Regions from separate parts of the Mus musculus genome. Here all the other regions are linked to region 1. The links are chromatin contacts, called in public ChIA-PET and promoter capture Hi-C maps. All regions are on one chromosome and are shown on one strand. Each heading gives the region's core, a stretch centred on a gene start, on an enhancer-like site or on the middle of the called end of the contact. The rest is flanking DNA. Distances are from core to core; before and after follow the strand shown. Region 1 holds the start of Nsg2 (neuron specific gene family member 2). Region 2 overlaps Nprl3 (nitrogen permease regulator-like 3). Region 3 holds the start of Rhbdf1 (rhomboid 5 homolog 1). Region 4 holds the start of Snrnp25 (small nuclear ribonucleoprotein 25 (U11/U12)). Region 5 holds the start of D630024D03Rik (RIKEN cDNA D630024D03 gene). Region 6 holds the start of Cpeb4 (cytoplasmic polyadenylation element binding protein 4).

The links. Promoter capture Hi-C pulls out the DNA fragments that hold promoters and counts their contacts. ChIA-PET counts read pairs in DNA pulled down with a chosen protein or histone mark. Capture Hi-C pulls out chosen DNA fragments and counts their contacts.
Region 2: a promoter capture Hi-C map of hippocampal neurons shows a contact between it and region 1, with 1.8 times the contacts expected there. The contact joins the enhancer-like site here to the promoter of Nsg2 in region 1. A contact is called at or near these places in 4 of 39 promoter capture datasets (the C10 cell line, hippocampal neurons and pre-B cells), 16 of 484 Hi-C or Micro-C datasets (the AML12 cell line, B cells, LSK cells and 12 more), 6 of 115 datasets of contacts at active chromatin or transcription factors (embryonic basal ganglia, embryonic forebrain, embryonic hindbrain and 3 more) and 2 of 9 other capture datasets (liver and pancreatic islet).
Region 3: a promoter capture Hi-C map of hippocampal neurons shows a contact between it and region 1, with 4 times the contacts expected there. The contact joins the promoter of Rhbdf1 here to the promoter of Nsg2 in region 1. A contact is called at or near these places in 7 of 39 promoter capture datasets (the C10 cell line, cranial neural crest, hippocampal neurons and 3 more), 10 of 484 Hi-C or Micro-C datasets (the N1E-115 cell line, Sertoli cells, cardiomyocytes and 6 more), 9 of 115 datasets of contacts at active chromatin or transcription factors (double positive thymocytes, embryonic basal ganglia, embryonic forebrain and 6 more) and 1 of 9 other capture datasets (liver).
Region 4: a contact with region 1 is called in a promoter capture Hi-C map of second pharyngeal arch cranial neural crest. The contact joins the promoter of Snrnp25 here to the promoter of Nsg2 in region 1. A contact is called at or near these places in 9 of 39 promoter capture datasets (the C10 cell line, cranial neural crest, embryonic stem cells and 6 more), 4 of 484 Hi-C or Micro-C datasets (CD8 T cells, the N1E-115 cell line, double positive thymocytes and 1 more), 10 of 115 datasets of contacts at active chromatin or transcription factors (SST interneurons, T-cell acute lymphoblastic leukemia, embryonic basal ganglia and 7 more) and 2 of 9 other capture datasets (liver and pancreatic islet).
Region 5: a contact with region 1 is called in a promoter capture Hi-C map of liver. The contact joins the promoter of D630024D03Rik here to the promoter of Nsg2 in region 1. A contact is called at or near these places in 3 of 39 promoter capture datasets (hippocampal neurons, pre-B cells and stem cell-derived epiblast-like cells), 1 of 115 datasets of contacts at active chromatin or transcription factors (memory CD8 T cells) and 1 of 9 other capture datasets (liver).
Region 6: an RNA polymerase II ChIA-PET map of memory CD8 T cells shows a contact between it and region 1, with 181 read pairs. The contact joins the promoter of Cpeb4 here to the promoter of Nsg2 in region 1. A contact is called at or near these places in 7 of 484 Hi-C or Micro-C datasets (CD4 T cells, the HPC-7 cell line, embryonic stem cells and 4 more) and 1 of 115 datasets of contacts at active chromatin or transcription factors (memory CD8 T cells).

The regions. Positions count from the first base shown.
Region 1 is chr11:31,998,992-32,001,880 of GRCm38.p6, reverse strand. Nsg2 (neuron specific gene family member 2) reads right to left here and starts at 1,462. Exons shown (of 5, transcript NM_008741.4): 1 at 1,285-1,462; 2 at 1-150. The coding sequence starts at 129.
Region 2 is chr11:32,242,422-32,245,310 of GRCm38.p6, reverse strand. The region is part of intron 6 of Nprl3 (nitrogen permease regulator-like 3); the gene reads left to right. Among named protein-coding and RNA genes, the nearest start is that of Mpg, 17 kb to the right of the region's middle. RefSeq lists enhancers at 1-41, 1-283. Within about 2 kb of position 1,535, at least 40 of the 459 cell types and tissues checked have an H3K27ac peak or open chromatin away from gene starts, as enhancers often do. A contact at or near this core is called in cerebral cortex, cortical neurons, hippocampal neurons and 1 more, where this site is marked.
Region 3 is chr11:32,220,824-32,223,712 of GRCm38.p6, reverse strand. It overlaps Rhbdf1 (rhomboid 5 homolog 1), which reads left to right and starts at 1,420. Exons shown (of 18, transcript NM_010117.2): 1 at 1,420-1,544.
Region 4 is chr11:32,204,029-32,206,917 of GRCm38.p6, reverse strand. It overlaps Snrnp25 (small nuclear ribonucleoprotein 25 (U11/U12)), which reads right to left and starts at 1,503. Exons shown (of 5, transcript NM_030093.3): 1 at 1,255-1,503. The coding sequence starts at 1,296. It also overlaps a transcript of Il9r not described here.
Region 5 is chr11:31,823,198-31,826,086 of GRCm38.p6, reverse strand. D630024D03Rik (RIKEN cDNA D630024D03 gene) reads left to right here and starts at 1,540. Exons shown (of 4, transcript NR_102314.1): 1 at 1,540-1,794.
Region 6 is chr11:31,869,489-31,872,377 of GRCm38.p6, reverse strand. It overlaps Cpeb4 (cytoplasmic polyadenylation element binding protein 4), which reads right to left and starts at 1,438. Exons shown (of 10, transcript NM_026252.4): 1 at 1-1,438. The coding sequence starts at 90.

The DNA.
Region 1 (2,889 bases), core at 213-2,712:
CTTCTCGGGAGCAGCCAGCTGCAAATGATTAACCTCCAAGGGCGTGATGAGAGGGACGGTCTGGAAACCATCCTCCACGGAAGGCGGCTTGGCCCCCTTCTCTCCAGGGTTGCTGTTCAGCTTCACCATGCTTCTGCTTTTATTCCAGACCTAAGGCAAGCAGCAGGATTCTGGTTACAGTGGGAATGTGAGGGGCTGAGGACGGTCTGAGACAGCTCAACTGCAGCAGCATTCAACCTGGCAACAGCCATCAATCTCCCACTAGATTTCCTGACATGATTCCCATTGTCCGGGGAAACTTCATTAATCATCAGAATGTGCTAACTGCTCACCGAGTTCACCAACCCTCGAATTAGGGAGCCCCTCCCAAACCCCCAAACCCCCAAACCAAAAAACCCCCAAAACCTCAGACCTTCATTTTTTTTTTAAATGAGCTTAAAAAAAATACCAAGAAACTGTGGCTAACATATCCCTAGAGCCCCACTGGCAAGATTGTTCTTAGCACAAAAGGAAACTCCATTATTCTGGGCCCCCTGCAGTAAGATACATTTCATCTCACCACCCACATCGCTATTTTGCCTTTTCTTCACCAATCTCTAAAACACAATTAAATACAGTCAATCTCTCTCTCAAGACCCCCCTCTCTCTCTCTCTCTCTCTCTCTCTCTCTCTCTCTCTCTTTTACATAATATGTAGATTGTACACGAGACCCAGGTTTCTACATCAGAAAGAGGCTGGCTTGAACCTGATCTCCTTATTCAGCCATGAAATAGCTCCATTTCCTCAATAGCCAGGGCCTTCCTTCCTTCCTTCCTTCCTTTCTTTCTTTCTTTCTTTCTTTCTTTCTTTCTTTCTTTCTTTCTTTCTTTCTTTCTTTCTTTCTTTCTTTCTTTCTTTCTTTCTTTCCTTCTTTCTTTCCTTCCTTCCTTCCTTCCTTCCTTCCTTCCTTCCTTCCTTCCTTCCTTCCTTCCTTCCTTCTTTCTTTCTTTCTTTCTTTCTTTCTTTCTTTCTTTCTTCCTTCCTTTCTTTCTTTTCATGGAAAGTTAGCAGCCCCCATATTGCAAGATTGCCAACTAAATAAACAAATCACATTATTTCCCTCCAGTTCCCTTTGAACTCAAGGATTGATTTCACCGCACCCTCAAAAGCCCTGCACAACTGAATTTCTCCTGTCAATCCGGCTGGTGGGACGTAATTAGACAAACGGAGTTGTGGGGATGACAGGGTGGTAAGGGCTGGGAGGGTGCTGGGGAGTGGTTACAACAAAAACAAATGCCTACTTACTGTGCGGCACTGGTGGGGGTCAGAGCAGAGTCAAGCCAATATGTAGAGGAGGAGGACAAACAGGAGTCCTCCCTCCTCAGCCAGAGCGTGGTGCTGAAAAAAGCAGCCCTCGCGTGCCTGGATCCGGAGCTTCTGAGAACGAGGCGCCAGCGCGCAGAGAAGATCTGGCAGCTGCCAGCCTGCTCGCCAGCTCGCGCCTCCCACCGGGGACGGCTCCCACACCACCTGTCATCTGGCACCACCTGCTGTTTCTCATGCATGGCCACAACCCCTGCATAGGACAAACGTTTTAAAGAAAAGTGGAAGGAATTTTGGTTATTCCAAAAACAGTAATGTGGCTTATAATTTTTTTTACAATAATGTAAAATGCAATTCTTGAGTCTTTGGTGGAAACTGAAAAAGCAGGCACTTTGTTTTTTGTTTTGTTTTGTTTTGTTTTAGGAGAAGGGCTCCCCTCTTGCTAAAGCTTCCCTAACAATACTGTAAAACTCAAAACACCTGCTCTGGGTTAGAAGAGAAAGTAAACTGGTAGTTACTTTCCATTTCCTGTGCTGTTACACCTTTCTGGTCTCTTTCAAGCTACTGCCCTCTTTTGTAAACTGTGGTTTCTAACAAAGACTGGGAAATGGGGTGGCTTGCACTGTGAACACACCTGCATAAACTGCAGACAGTGCATAGACTTGACCTGTCTAAGGTCACAGAACTGGAAAAGGCCAGAACTGGGACTTGATCCCTGACTCTTGTCCCCAAAATCCATATCTAGGTCAAGACGTTAAATAACATCCAGTTTGCTGACCAGAGTAAGAAGGAGTGGAGAGGCAGTGTCAGCCGGACCAAACTGGCTGGGTGGGTCTGACACATTTTCAGCCACTCCCTGAGCCTCTGCTGCCTTGCCTTTGATGGAGGATAACAGCACTTGCAGAATGAGATGGCAGGGAGTACGGGAAGAGAATGTACCCATGGAAACACATCTGACTTGTGAGAGATGCTCTGAACGCCTATTTCAACCACAGGGATGATTGAGCCCACTGCCAGTGACTTCTCCCAGCTGTGGCTCAAATCACTGTTCATCAACAGCTGCAGTACTGACTGAGTGGTTCACTTTGATTTAAAAAATATTTGTTCTGTGTGGAAAAAAAAAAATCACCCTAGCTAGTGTCTATGTGTTACAAGGCACAGAAACGCGTGTGTCTTCTGTATTGTTCGGGCATGAAATGTGTGTAAGGGTTTTTGAGACCATGAAGGCTGTCATCTATCAGCACCACACAGGGCAGTGTTAAATGGTGATGTATATGTGTGAGAGGGAAGTATTCTAAGAAATATTGGTTTTCCTTCCCCTTCTTTCCAAAGACCTAAATGACTGCCAAATTCATGCATGGCACGAGACCAGCACAGTATAGCCAGCAACCACAGGTTCAATTGTGAACATGTATATTTCAGATCCTAACGCTGCTGCCCTAAGAGTCAAAGAAATCCCCTCTGATAGTTCATGGCTGATTGACAAGGAAAAGCCACACTTTTCAAGACAGAGGTCCCTAGAGTTCACTAAGCTCCAGAAAGCAGCTTGCCTGGAGGCAAGGAGAAGTCCAGGCTTGGTGACCTGTG
Region 2 (2,889 bases), core at 286-2,785, 240 kb before region 1:
AAATGTTCAGAGGGAAAGACATAGGCTGGGGATCTGAGTCAGCTGGCACAAGGTTGAGACACACCTGAATTGGGAGGGTGTTAGAAAGGCCGTAATGTATCCCCCATGCCCACAGCTGGCATTTAATCCTGGCCTGCACTGCCACACAAGTCTCTGTATGTACCTTTCCCTGTAACTCTGTAGTTTATATACTGCGCCATCCAGAGTAAGATTCTTCCAAATACAAGGCTGTAATTTGTTTCCTCTTTTGCTGTGCCCCAGGTGCCCGAAACACTACTTAGAGCTGTACCTAGCACATGGTTGTCACCACATCACTGAGGTCCTGGGTGGACCAGAATCAGCTGTGTTTGAAATGATAGGACTCTTGGTATTTAATTCTGATTCTATGTTGTTTCAATAGCCACCCTGTACTATACCCTAAATAAGAGAGCTCAAAAATAGGACCTGCTATTTCTTCCTGTTGTGACCATAAGTTGATTAGAGGAGCCTGGCTGGTATTTGCATGGGCATGACCACAGCGCAGCACAGTGTAACCCTTTCCTCTCTTGCTTTTTCCCATCAGTGTGAATGCTGAGAGGGTTTCCAGATGCAGTGTTTCTCAAGGTTGGTTGTGAGCTTTGCATTCCCTCCTGGAAACTGTACACACAGACTTGGTTAGGGCCAATTTTTAGAAAAGCCAAGAGTGTTGACCTCAGAGAGCCTGTGTCTTTGACCCACATCTTGACATTAAACCCTGCTTTTAACAGACTTTAAAGTTTGTTCCTCCCCCAACCCCCGTGAACCTCCCCAGTGAACCACCATTGTCCTCTAGGCTCAGCCACAGCCTGTGGTGCCCATCTGTACACCCATCCTCAGTGGTTCTGAGGCCCTGGGAGACACAGGCATAGATGGTTTGGAGCCATGAGGTGGCTTGCATTAAACAGAGATCCTGGGGAGGGTCACAGATGTGCTCTCCCATTTCCTTTCCCCTCTGCTATTCTCTGCTTGAAGGAGAAAAAGACTTGTTTTTGGTTTTGTATTTGGAGCTGTTGGCTAGAGTCCCGGCGACCCTCTGGGGAAACTCAGAACTTAGAGCTCTTGTCTTGCTGGAGGCTTCAGGGAAGAGGCTGTAATAGTCCTTGGCAGCTATTGTGGGCCATGCTGAGAATCTTAGCATTTGAGAGGTAGAGGCACGAGGATCACAAGCTTGAGGCCAGCTTGGGGTACACAACAAAATTCTGTCAATAAATAAATAGGAAAATAGTGAGTGGGGTGTGGCAGCATACATCTCTACTCCCAGCTCCCGAAAGGCGGAGGCAGGCACATCTCTGTGAGTTGGAATCCAGCCTACATATGGAGACCCAACACATAGACCCTGTCTTGGAAAAAGAAAGCGATGGGGGTGGGAGGAAAGAGAAAACAAAAGTGTGTTTTCTGAGCCTGGAGCAAGGACCTTGTTTCTCCCACAGTATCCAAACATTTCACCTTTGACCCAGGCAGGAAGAACTCTCGCCACATCCCCTTTAACTCCTAGTCTGCCCTGTCCTTGGCCACTCCCACACTGGGAGCTGAGAATAGCAGCAGAGTGGGTGGTGATGGGAAAAGCTTCTTGGCCGCTCTTCTGGGTGGGAGGCAGCCCAGAAAACAAGATGAGGGAAGGTGCTGTGGCAGTTTGGGAACCAAGGGATGGGTCCTGTTTTGAGAATGGAGTTATGAAGCGTTAGGTTATCTTTCCCGCACTGGATGAAGGAGGCTACCTGTCTGCTTGGCTCTTCCGAGCTTGACTGGGTTGGGGCAGATGACAGGAAATGCCTTTCTCAGGCAGAATAAGTGCAAGTCACAGGGGCTTTGCCTGAGCAGTTGCTTTTCTTTATAGCATTTGTATAATTGCATTTCAGAAATGTGCTAACATACTTTTTGCCCACTCAGCATATAGACCTGAACAGATTCTATTTAATAAGCACATGTTGTTGGCACTTAGCACCAGGACTGTGTGGCTGAGCCATGGGTGGGAGGAACTCCTCCTTCACACAACCCTTTCCTCCTGGGTGTGGGTCTATAGGGACAACCCACAGGGCTACCTCTCTACGGGATGAGTTCTGGGAAGACAGTGTTCCTGCAGACCACTGCCTGACTCTAGGTTCTCCCCACCTTCCACTCATGAGTGCTTCGTGTGCCCATGCAAACCTTCCATATACCTGGTGTGGTTGGTTAGGGCAGTATTAGGTAGCAAACTGGTAGTATCCTGTGGTCATGAGTACAGGGTATAGGGTGAGGGGCCAGAGTGAAGGTGGGGCCAGGATACCTCACTGAGAGTGTACACTTGAGATTGGAGTTACGAGAAAGTCACAAGGTGTCTGGGAAGAGAGGCCATGGCAAACTTAAGTGCCAGGGTCCTGAGAATGGCTGGACTTGAGTGATGGAGATGGAAATGAGGGCAGGAAGAATATGCAGCACACCCAGGGTTCTCTATGTTGGAGAAACATGGATGATACTGCCCAGGTAGAAGCTGTAAGGAGAGCGACCAAGACACCTCCTCAGGTGCTGGTTGTCTGGGAGCTCTGGCCTTGTTTTGCTGAGAGGTCTGGATTTGCAGGTAGAGCACATAGAATGTGTGATGGTTTGAGATGCTGTATGCTGCCGTGCCTGAGCATGTTGAGCTGTAAATATGTGTCAACCACTGAGAATTTGGAGGAAAAGGTTCGCCATGGAGGAATATTTGGGCTTGGCTGGGTAGTCACTGCATGTCCTCTGATTGATAGCTGCACAAGTTACACCTGTGGTGCTCCACCACCACCAGCAAGGTACATAAAGGGAGGTGCTTTGTGCTTCCTACCATTAACATTCTATGGGGCCTTACAGCTTCCCTCTTCTACCCATCTCTTCTCTGTAGAGATAAGCCCTATTCTG
Region 3 (2,889 bases), core at 171-2,670, 220 kb before region 1:
CCAAGGTCGATGGAGCAATGAGTCCTGGAAAGCTACTTTTCTGTCACTGTGTGCTGACAGCACTGTGGTATTCTTGCATTGAAGATGACTTGGGCTGGAGAGATGGCTCAGCAGCTAAGAGAGCTTTCTGCCTTTACAGAGGACCAGAGCTTGGCTCCCAGCACACACACTGGACAGCTCACAACTGCCTATAACTACAGTTCCAGGAGGATCTGATGCCCCCTCTGGCATGTGTGGGCACCTGCAACCACACACAGAGATAAAAATAAACACAGAAGAATTCTTTCTGTAAGAAAAGACGACTGACCCCTGGGTGTGTCTTCACAGTGAGTCTCCTGTAGGACTTCTTGCAGCTGGTAATAGATTTCTAGGTCTCAACAAAGGTCTAGGTGACCCTGCAGCATCCACAGCAGGAAGGAGTAGGGACCTACAGGCACCAGATGCCCGGTTCCTGTGGCCGGTTCCCTGATTTTCCAGAAAGGATGCAACCCCCGCACCTCCAGCCAGCCCAGTTTGGGCGTCCAGACCCTGCTTATTCCTAGCATGAGTCAAGAATGCTAGGCATGAAGACTGTCCCATCTCTGGCTTGGCATGTGTGGGTTACAGGAGCCCAGAACATCTGCACCACGACAGCTTTCTTCTCCCTCAGCCTTCAGCCTCAGCCGAGAGCAAAAGAAGCACTTCCTGTCCAGTATACAGAGTGATGAACCGTGCCTGACGTTATACGTGAGCACTGAGGCTGAAGAGAGAAGAGTGAGCGCATGCGCGGATGTAATGGCTTGAGGGGTGGCAGGTGTAGTCTAACCCTTGTACCTGCTGGGAAAGAAGTAGGGGAAGGGGTAATTGCTGAGCTGCGGTTCCTGTGAAATGGTGTATCAGTGTATGAACGTGAGTGTGCACACTTATAAATGTGTTAGGGTAGAGAGTGTGAGCCCATGGAAGTGCATTTTGAATAGGTGTGCGCACGTGTCTGTGTAAACAGGTGCGAGAGGCCTGAATGCATGAATGTTTGTTAGAAAGATCAGGCGCGTGTGCACAGGACAAGTGAGAGCTTCGGGACCCTCAGTGATGTGCCAGTGCGTGCCTTCGGAAGGGGCGTTCAATCTGCCTTTTAGGTCCCTTCCCACGCCACCCTCTTGCTTTGGAGGTCCCCTTCCTCTCTTCCCAAGCACAGGGGCAGCACAAGATGAAGGAGTATGGAAAGGCGAGTCCAAGACAGATGTTATGATTAAGGTGGTCGCTGGCGAGCCCGACTCCCAGCTACAGGTGTCTCTGCGGGACCCCTGGCAGAGCACAGCCGGAGGTCTTCCCGGAGGAGGCGCCCGGGGCTGGCAGCGGGCGGCGCGCATTCCTCAGCCCTGAGTCAGGCGGCCGCCCCTCTGCCGGGCCCGCCCCCGGCGCGCACGCCCCTCGGCCCGTGGCATTCCCAGGCGGACGGGTCGGGCCGGCGCGCGGGCGGCGCAGGCAGGGACTAGGCGCGGGCGCCCTCCCGGCCCGCAGCGGCGGCAGCAGCCGGTGCAGACCCTTCTGAGGACCCTACGGCGGTGAGTGGCGGCCGGGGTCTTTGCGCGGGGTTCCGGGCGGGCGAGTGCGGAGCTTGCGTTCTGGCGCGTGTCCGCCGATCGCTGGCAGTCGGTGCGCGGAGTTTCCCGAGCGCCGGCGCAGGCGGCGCGGCCCGGATTCCAGCCCGGCGCCCCACAGAAATAGCCCGTGGTCGGATCGGCGCGGCCTGGCGGGCGGGGCAGCGGAGTAGCAGCCCCGCCGGGTCCCCGGGGACAGGAGTCCGGGGGCCGCAGCCGCCCTGAGCGGCCCCTCCGCTGCCAGCCCCCACACCCCATGCCCTCCGTGCTCCCAGGGCCCCGAAGGTGGCGTCTGAAACTCTGCACAGAGAGCGCGACTTCGGGCCACAGGGTCCGCTTCCTCCCACTCACGGGAGTAACAGTGGCAGCTGCGGGCCGGGGAGCTCGGCTGGGCCTGCTCGGCCCGTTTCAGCCCGGTTCGCATCGGCAAACTCGGGAAGTGCCTCCAAAGACATCTCCTGCCCTGTACAGTGGCCCCGGGGGCGAGCCCGAGGCCACAGTCGGGATCTTGAAGTAGGCCTGGGCGCGGTGGGGTGACCGCGGACCCCAAGGGCTCAGGGATAGGCGAGAGGGCCTGTCTGTCCTGCTGGGAGCACGCTAGTAGAGCTGGGTGGAGAACGGTCAAGGGACTCCCCCTAGGCTTTCTTTCCGCTCAGATAGTCCGGACCAGAGTTCCTGCTCCGTGTGCCTCTTGGAGTAGTGTGTCTGTCTGCGTGGGCGGGGCCTGGATCCGGAGGCCCCCCGCTCTGTCCTGGGAAAGCCCCCCCTCCCCACTTCCTGTTGAAGCCGGGAGAAGATTCTAGGATGAAACTGGCTTTTCAGGTTTAGACCAGCTAAGAAGTCGGGGCAGTCCCAGGCTAGGTGCTCCCCACCTCCATGGGGCGAGCCTCAGCCCCTTGCCCCCGCCCTTAAGCCTAGAGGATGCTGGGGAACTCAGCAGCTGGCCAGTTCTCAAGAGGTTGCAGAGGCTGAGCCCTATGCTTACCAGGGTCATTCTGGGCAATCCGGGTAAGAGGGCAAGGGTGTCGGGTAGGTCCAGTACAGTACAGGGTAGGGTAGTACAGGTTCTGGCACCAGTCCACAGAACTCCAGGCAGCCTCCATGGCTGGCTAGCTCCTCTGCAGGAGCCTTACTGGGAAGTCCACTTGGGTGAGCCAGTATAGCTCCCCTCGGGGTCTAGAGGTGCTGGTTTGGGTCTCCCATTAAGGGACAGTCAGGGCCCTCCCTCCTATCGCCCTAGCTCTAGTCCTCAGCGGAGCCCCTTCCCTTGCCCAGCCCCAAGTGCTCTGCAGCCGTTGGAGCTAAGGAT
Region 4 (2,889 bases), core at 254-2,753, 200 kb before region 1:
GGGCAATTCTGTGTCTGAGAGTCCTGCCCCAGTGGTCCTTTCCAAACATGCCCTTTCACTGACATGGCCCTACCCACACTGCTGGGGAGCGTCACTTGGAGACACCTGATGCCTTAATGTCTCCCTAGTTATAGATGATATATACCTACCTGTCAGTGGCCCTGATCAAAAAAGGGAACCAAGCTTGCCTACTGTTATGGTTTGCATATGCTCAGCCCAGGGTGTGGCACTATTAGAAGGTGTGGCCCAGTTACAATAGGTGTAGCTTGCTGGAGTAGGTGTGTCACTATGGGCTTGGGCTTTAAGACCCTCATCCTTGCTGCCAATATTCTGCTAGCAGCTTTCAGATGAAGATGTAGAACTCTCAGCTCCCCCTGCACCATGCCTGCCTAGATGCTGCCATGCTCTTGCCTTGATGATAATGGACTGAACCTCTGAACATGTAAGCCAGCCCCAATTAAATGTCCTTATAAGAGTCCACGTGGTCAGCCACCTCAGTGAAGTTGGAGATTAGGTTGTATTGAATAAACTTTAAAGGAAAAAAAAAAAAAAGGAGTTGCCTTGGTCACACTGTCTGTTCACAGCAGTAAAACTCTGACTAAGACACCTATTGTGTGTTAGGATTTTCAATTAACACTGGGCCTGGCGATCCTGAGAGTATTGTATCAAGAGGCTCCAGGCCTGTACCTCAGGTCCAGGGTGCAACTGACCGGCTACCTAAAACCTTTGATAACAAAATGTCTTTTGTTTGTTTTGAGGCAGAGACCCACTACTCCAGACCCTTGGCTGGCCTGGAGCTCTCAATGTATCAGGCTGGCCTCAAACTCACAGAGATTCCCTTGCCTCGGCATCCCGGGTGCTGAGATTAAAGGTCTGGCCAGACAAGAGATGTTTTAATAAAACACAGAGGGAAGTACAAATAAACTTGTGTAACTCAGTGGTAGAGCACTTATTTAGCATTCGAAAGGTTCTCAGTTTGGCTCCCAGTTCTGTGCGCACACAGACGTTAAATAAAAACACCTTTGATTGGCAAGGTTAAAGAATACATTAACTACTAAGTCACGCATACTGAAGTTTCAGGCAAAAGGAAAAGACTTGTCACACTCATCCTGAGTTCATATCTTAGTGTTTGTTTAATTCAAACTTCACGGCTCAGAGGGGCTCCTCACCCTAAGCGTTCCACTTATGCGCAGAAGCGTCTTTCTCTGGTGGGACCACCAGCGCCCATCCACACCCCAGAGCCCTGTCTCGCACCTGGATCGGAAGGTCGCAGAGCAGCGGGTCTTGCACCACCATGGCGAGACCTTCTTGGAACACGTCCACAGCCTCGGAATGGGGCAATGTCTCCTCATCATCCTCGTCGTCCTCCGGCACCTCCGGCCGATCCTCAGCCTCCGGGTCCTCCAGGACTGCCTACTACTAGACTAGTGTTGCTTTCCGGCGCTCCTCCAGCCTGCCCTGCCTTCCAGGTTGATAAGCAAAAGGCGCGTGCGCAGTGATTGTGTCCCGCCCCGACGAGATAGCTTAGCCAATGGTATACTGCGTGGCTTCAGTAGCCAATGAAATGTGCGAGTCTTCGGGAGGCTGGGAGCGTGCAGACAGCAGGTTATTGGCTGGATAGAGCAGGTCACGTTGGTGGTGCGAGCGGCGCGGGAGCTACGAGCTATTCTGTTCCCCGCTGCTGAGCTTCTCTTCGGTCTGGGCTGGTTGTCAAGGAAGGCCAGCGTTGCTATCGTTTCGCGCAAGACACCTGTCCCCGTGCACGGCATCACCCAACAAGGTGACGCTGGGAGGCGGGCGCCTCCTGCTGCCTGGGGCCTGCCGTTGCCACTCGCGTGCTGTTGCCCCAGCCAGGTCGCTTCGCAGTCACTTGAGATTATGCCATGGGCTCCATTCCAAAAAATTGCCTAAAAGGTCCACTTTAAAGTAAGGTGGAAGCCGGGCATGATGGTGCACGCCTTTAATCCCAGCGCTTGGTAGGCAGAGGCAGGCGGATCTCTGAGTTCGAGGCCAGCCTGGCCAGAGTGAGTTCCAGAACAGCCAGGGCTATACAGAGAAACCCTGTCTCAAAAATCCAACCAACCAACCAACCAAAAAACCCACCAACCCCCTCCCCGCACAAAAACCAACTCCAACTCCAACACACACACACACACAAATAGAATAAAAAGTGAAGTGAAGCTTTGGCTTGGTGGCACACACCTTTAATCTCAGCACACAGGAGGCAGAGGCAGTTGGATCTGAATCGAGAGCTAGGTCTGTATGGGAGAGCAGGGACTACAGAGGGAAGTTGTCTAAACAAAACAAATCTAGGCGGGACCTGTGGTCCTCGGAGCTGTCAAGGGCAGCCTTGCCATGCGCTGATCTCTAGTCCTCGTGTTCTTTTACACCACCAGTCCCTGTAACAACTGTTCTTATGAGGACGCTGTGTAGGCAGCACTGTGGGCTTTTTCTTTTTTCTTTGCTCCCGTCACATTCCCTGGATAGCTACTTTAATCACTTGCCTCATTTTTAAAATCCTATGTGTATGGGTCATTTTCGGCGTGTATTTCTTCTGGGCACTGAGAAACATCGTGTGAGTGCTGGGAATCAAATTTGGCCCTCTGGAAGAACAACAACCGTGTCTCTCTCTCTCTCTCTCTCTCTCTCTCTCTCTCCCTCCCTCCCTCTCTCTCTCTCTCCCTCTCCTCCCTCTCCCTCCCTCCCTCTCTCCCTCCCTCCCTCCCTCCCTCCCTCCCTCAATCATGGTTATCCTACTTAAAACTCTTATCCCCTATGCCAAGCTTGTTGTACGCACTTGGAGAAAATCCTAGCACTTGGAGAGACTGAGGCAGGAGAAAGGGTTTAAAGCCCAGGAGAGTTGCACAGCAGAGATAAAGAAGAAAGTAA
Region 5 (2,889 bases), core at 291-2,790, 180 kb after region 1:
AACTCCAGTTTCAGGATATCTGACTCCTGCTGGCTTCTGAGGACACCAGGCATACAAACAGTATGCATACATGCATACAAAACGCTCATACACATAAAAAAACAAACCTAAAATATGTGTTTATGTGTACATGAGTGTGTGTGTGTGTGTGTGTGTGTGTGTGTGTGTGTGTGTGTGTGTTTTGAAGACTCTCAAGTGCAAAGTCGTAAGTGGTTAGAAAGCTCAGATCTAGACAGCAGGATGGTAGCAGGCCAGAAACAACTGTCTAACCGCTGGCTGCTTTCTCTGACTTCTCGGGGGGCTGAGCATGGGGCTCACTGGTGCGTGTATGCTTAAGAAGTATGAGGTCTCCAGAACCCCAAAGAGGGTAAATAGATACTGCAATTGGAGGGCTGTGGCTATATTTAAACAGAAGGTGGAGGCAATATTCTGAGCTACCTCCGAGGTGGAAATACATTGGTTCCCTCCCATACCCTCCAACTCTAGACCCAGCATCTCTACCAAGAGAGGAAGTTTATCTCCCAAGCCAAAAGACCAAATATAAGCACTGTTTTTGCCTGACTTGCTTGTAAAAAAAATCTCAACTTCTGACCCAGACATCTCCTGGCTGTGTGTCCTTGGGCCCTCTCTGAGCTTGGACTACCATTCCCACTCTCCCAAAACTGAAACCAGGGTAGAATTGGGAATCTTTTTGAAGACTGTGAAGTGATAGATGGGTGTAAGGTTTTAAGCAGAAAAATATTATTTACTTGTTAAGCAGATTAAGACAGAGAACTCCAAATTGATAACAGGTATGTCTCTATTACTCTTCAAAGGACAGAGAGAAATCACCAGCAGACACCATGGGGACCTGGAAGCCCCTGGTTGTTCATAGCTTCACTACTGTTTAGTAGGCATAGGTCAGGTGGGGTCGGAAAGTCTCCTCTGAAATGTGCAGTCAGTTGTGTTCCAGGCAAACTCAACAATCATTAGCCATGTACTCTTGTTTATTCTGCCCCAGCCTGGAATTTGGCCTCTTACAAAACCCCAGCTTCAGGAGAACAGGTTGGGCCAAAGTGTGTCAAGGTGGCCTCCCAGGAAGATGCCGTGTGTTTGCTCAGCAGATGCCAAGTCACGCCCAGCACAGTGAGCCAGATGACCTCTGTAGACACCTATCTGAGAGCTGGGACCGACCCCCGGGACACTCCTTTCAAATCTGGGTGGCTCCACAGCTGTGTTGGATGGCAGGATGCCATGGTAACCACAGCGGTTTTTTGGCTTAGTCATCTGTCATTGGAACATCTCACGCAAACTGAGCAAAATGTGAAAATTGTGAAACTATGAGAATGGAGCAGCCACGTGCCATATTCACCTGCTATGCAGGGCTTCACCCTCTGCCCTCGGGAGATCAGGGGTGGAACACCCAGGCCAGGGATTCAACATAGATTTTGAGGGACACATGTACTGCTTGAGGCATATCTGTGTTCACGAATGGAAAATGCTCAAAACCGTCTCCCTGGCTACCCACAGTCACGTGCCCTGCTCTGATTTTTCCAGGGCAGGGAGTGCGACCTCGCTGCTGAGTTAGCCTGGCTCTTGAGCCGGGCTGATAGAAACTCCCCCAATCCCCACTTGTTTCTGTGTTTAGGGTTTGGCAAACTGGTGTTTTCACTCTCAGGGGCTAGCTCCATTTGTCTGGCCACTTTTCTGACTACAGTGCTGGGTACTGCACCTTTACAACAAGGCTGTGAGGGCTGAGCACTCAGAGGCAGAGGCTGGGGGATCCCTGAGTTCAAGGCTACCCAGGGCTACGCAGTAAGTATCTCAAAAACTCAAATAATAGTAATAATTTTTTTAAAAACTAGAATAAAGTTCTTGGGTTTTAGCAAATGTGGGAGGTGAGAATATTCATATGCTACCCTGGGGGAAATAGCTGAGCCTATTTCCAGTTGGGGTAACAAAACAGGTGTCCGGTTTTCCATCTCTCTTTCAAACTTTCCTACCTTAAGGAAAGGGCATTCAGAAGCCTCATCAAGGCAATTTTGTTGGAAAATTTGGTCTCATTTTCTGAAGCTAAAGCTAGATAATGCTTTGTTCAGCAATACCGTGTTTAGCTGTCCTCATGGGATGGGTGGAAAACAAGGGGGCTTTCTGGACCTGTTTACCTGTAGCATAAAGCCTTAGTATGCTTTGTGCTAGAACCTCCAAGTAGTTGAATTTCAGTTGGGGATTTTGTTGTAATTCTCTTTGCTTTTCCTCCTCCCCACCTTTTACCAAGTATAATCTGCTCTATGACTCTCCCTAGCCGTATCCCAGATTAATTGGGTCAGATGCTGGGGTGAGGCCAGCAGTGTGTGACGAGCCTTGGTGGAGAGAAAGAAGACTGTGGCCTTCAGGCACAAAGGCAGGAATATTGCAACCCCCATTCCGTACAAGCAGCAGCCCCCACTAATGACAATGGGTTCCACGAAAGCCACACTCTGGAAGAGGTACCCAAGTGGGGCTAGCCACAGAGCTGGAAGACTGTCTCAAAACCACACAAGGCCGTATGATTCTAGAATGCAAGTGGTAGCTGTTCGCCCATGTAGTTCGCCCATGTTCGTCCTTGCAGTTCCAACTCATCTTCAGCTCTACTGAAAGCTGACAGCTCAGTCTTGAAAACCCAAAGCTCTGCTCCTGCTATCAGGAGGATTCCTGCATCCATTTATTGTATCCTCCATTCCAGACTGGACTCCTAAACCATGCCACGCCCTATCTGGGCACCAGGGCTAACAAGGTAACTAAGAAATGATTGTCACTTGCAGGAAGCTCATGCAATAGTCACCTTGGGCCTCAGGGAGAGATGCAGTGAGACAGGGTCAGTCTAGATTAGGTGAGCAGAGACCCTTGGAATCCTTGGGAAACAGGTGG
Region 6 (2,889 bases), core at 189-2,688, 130 kb after region 1:
AGGCTGCAGATGTGGATGGAATCGGACTGGAAAAGCAGATTTATTCCCAGTATTGCTTTGCACTAGCACTCCAAACCCGTAATCCCCCATTTATTATTTTTAGGATCAGAATCTCACAATAAAAAAAAGACAACCTAATGTCTCACGTCTTTCCTCCCCTGTATCTCAAATATGTTTGCTTGAAGTATCTTATTTATAGCTAACTCAAAGATCACAGCTTATCACCCTACGTATCTCTGATTTGGAATTCTGGTCTCTCTGAATGGAAAAGAACCTAAAAAAAAAAACCTCTTAAAATATTGATATGAATCCAATTGGGCTTATTTCAAGGAAGGAATAAAAAAGGAAAAAGGTAAAAATCAAGTCTTTGGTTAGTAAAATAGGCGCTTTCTTTTTCCAAAGGAAAATGTTCATGAATGACAAAAACACAGCTTCTCAAGCATCTATGGATATAGAAGAATAAGCATTGTGCGGAGTAAAAATATATATATATAAAATTTAACAATCACATATGGTCTTCCTCAGCAGTTTAGATTCACATAAAAATTAGAATAGGATTAAGGGGTGAATACGTTCTTTTCTTGGCAGCTTGGTTAAAAAAATCAGGAATAATTTAAGAACATTATATATTATATATTTATATATAGATAGATTATATTAGGTTATCTGGGGCGGGAGGTGAATTTCTGGTTGCCAAAGAGGAAATCAGCCTTGACTAAAGGAAAGATGATTGCAGGGAGATTTCTGCTGTTCCTGGTCCTGTTTCTGTTCTTTTGTAGGGTGCAGTGTGGGCCTCTGGGGCTGTTCCTTGGGCTCCGGGTGCAGATCTTGCTGCGTTTGCTGTTCTTGGGCTCCCCTCGGCCTCCTTTCCCCCATGAAAGGGGTTGGAAACACCCGTTTCTCCCTCTGGGGGGTGTCGCGATCAGGAGGGATTAGCGAGACTGGACAAGGGCAAGCTGGCGGCCCGGGGGTGCGGGGAGCAAGGGGGCGACCTGGAAGGTCCTGCGGTTTCTGCCTCTTCCCCTCTCTGCGGCTCCGGGATTTTTTTCCCTCATGGGACCCAGGGGCGGTTTGTTCAGTTCTCTCAGTTCGATTCTCCGCCGGGGGGAGGGGGAAGGGGGATGGACAAAAAGGAAAACCCCGCTACCGTAGTTACTCTACAGGAGAAAAGCCTCCCCCCTCGGCTCGCGCTCTCTTTTCCCCTAGACTGATTGGAAACTATAATTTAGAAGGCTTTTGTTTCTCCTCACGGTTGCTGGGCCGCCGCCGCCGCCGCTTTTCCCCGGTCCCGCAGTCCCAGCTGTCGTCGTTGCGGACTCCGTCTGGCTCTTCTTTTTCTTCCTTCTTCCTCCTCGTCTTCCTCTGCTGTCGCCGCTGCCGCCGCCGCCGCCGCCGCCACTGCCTCCGGTGCCCAGGTCCCGCAGCCGCGGCTGAGTCCTTCTCCTCAGGACCGAGCCGAGTGAAATGACAACCAGCTGGAAAGACCGAGAGACACTTCCGGTTCGATGAGGGAGGGGCGGGGTGCTGCGGAGGCCACGCCTAGCAGCCGGAAGACCAATCCGACACCACAATCCCGACTAGGCCACGCCTCCCAGCCTCAGAGCTCCACCCAGGAAGGTCTCTGGTCATCTCAGAGCCGCCTCTTCCGCCTGCGCCTCGCCCAGCGGGGCCGGCGTCGGCCTCGGGTCTGCGCACCCAGTGCAAGCGGTGCACCGCCATCTTTTTTATGGGCAAAGATTCCTTTGCGATTTATGTTCCCAAAGCAGGCTTCTTAGGAAGTCCGTAGAGAGACGCTCGGAAGAGAATGGACATCTTGCACACTGAAACACTGAGCTAAAGTGTTGGGGGTCGAAGTGGCAACCCATGAAACCTAGAATAAACGAGAGGCCTGCCCTGAGTAAAGGTGGGTGCCCCGGGCATCACGTGCTCTGGCCCGAGCTCCGCCCCCGAGGGATGGAAGGAGAGGCGGGTTTTCCCGGCATCTGTGCTGTGCCTAGAACTGCATAGTCCTTATCCTGAACGCACGTCTCCGGAGGGATTCCCTTCAGTCTCCATTCCTCCACCCGAACCACCTACTCTCCCATCCTCCCTTTGAGATGCAGATGCTGTAGGCGTCCATGGCTGAGCCACCAACTATTAGCTTTCTACTCCACCTTCCAAGCAGAACGGAGGGATTTTTCTAAAAACGAAATTCCAGTCACGGTCCTGTTGTGCTCATACCTTTTTAAAAATGGCAGTCCGTTACCTGGAGAATAAAGACCAAACTCCGTATTGTCCTGTGGGCAGTATTCTCTGTGCCTTTTTCCACGCCTTTGTCGTCTCCTCTTGGCAAACTCTCATTTCGTTTTAGGAGTAAGTCTCCAACCTACCTACTCTGCCTTCGGAATCTCTTTTTACAGGCATACATGACCCTCGATACCGCTCATGCTTTTATATGGCATTATATTACATTGGTGGCTTATGTCTCTAAATCAGTGCTTAAAACAGTAGTTCTCAACAACTGGGTTGTGATGCCTTCAGGGAGGTGTCCAATGACCCTTTCACAGGGATTGCCTAAGACCCTCAGAAAACACAGATGTTCACATTACAATTCATAACAGTAGCAAAATTACAGTTATGAAGTAGCAACAAAAGTAATTTTATGGTGGGGAGGGGTCACCACAGCACGAGTAACTGTATGAAAGGGTCGCAGCATTAGGAAGGTTGAGAGCCACTGCTCGAAAGATTTGACATTGAAGATTGGAAGCACCAGAGAGGAATCTTGAATGGAGACATACATAGAGAAAAGCAGCAAGAATGAAATCTTTTCTGAAAGGTCTGATATTCAAATCTGAATTCATCATTTAGTTTCTTATGCCATTTGGTTTGGAGCTCACATGTTGGTTATTT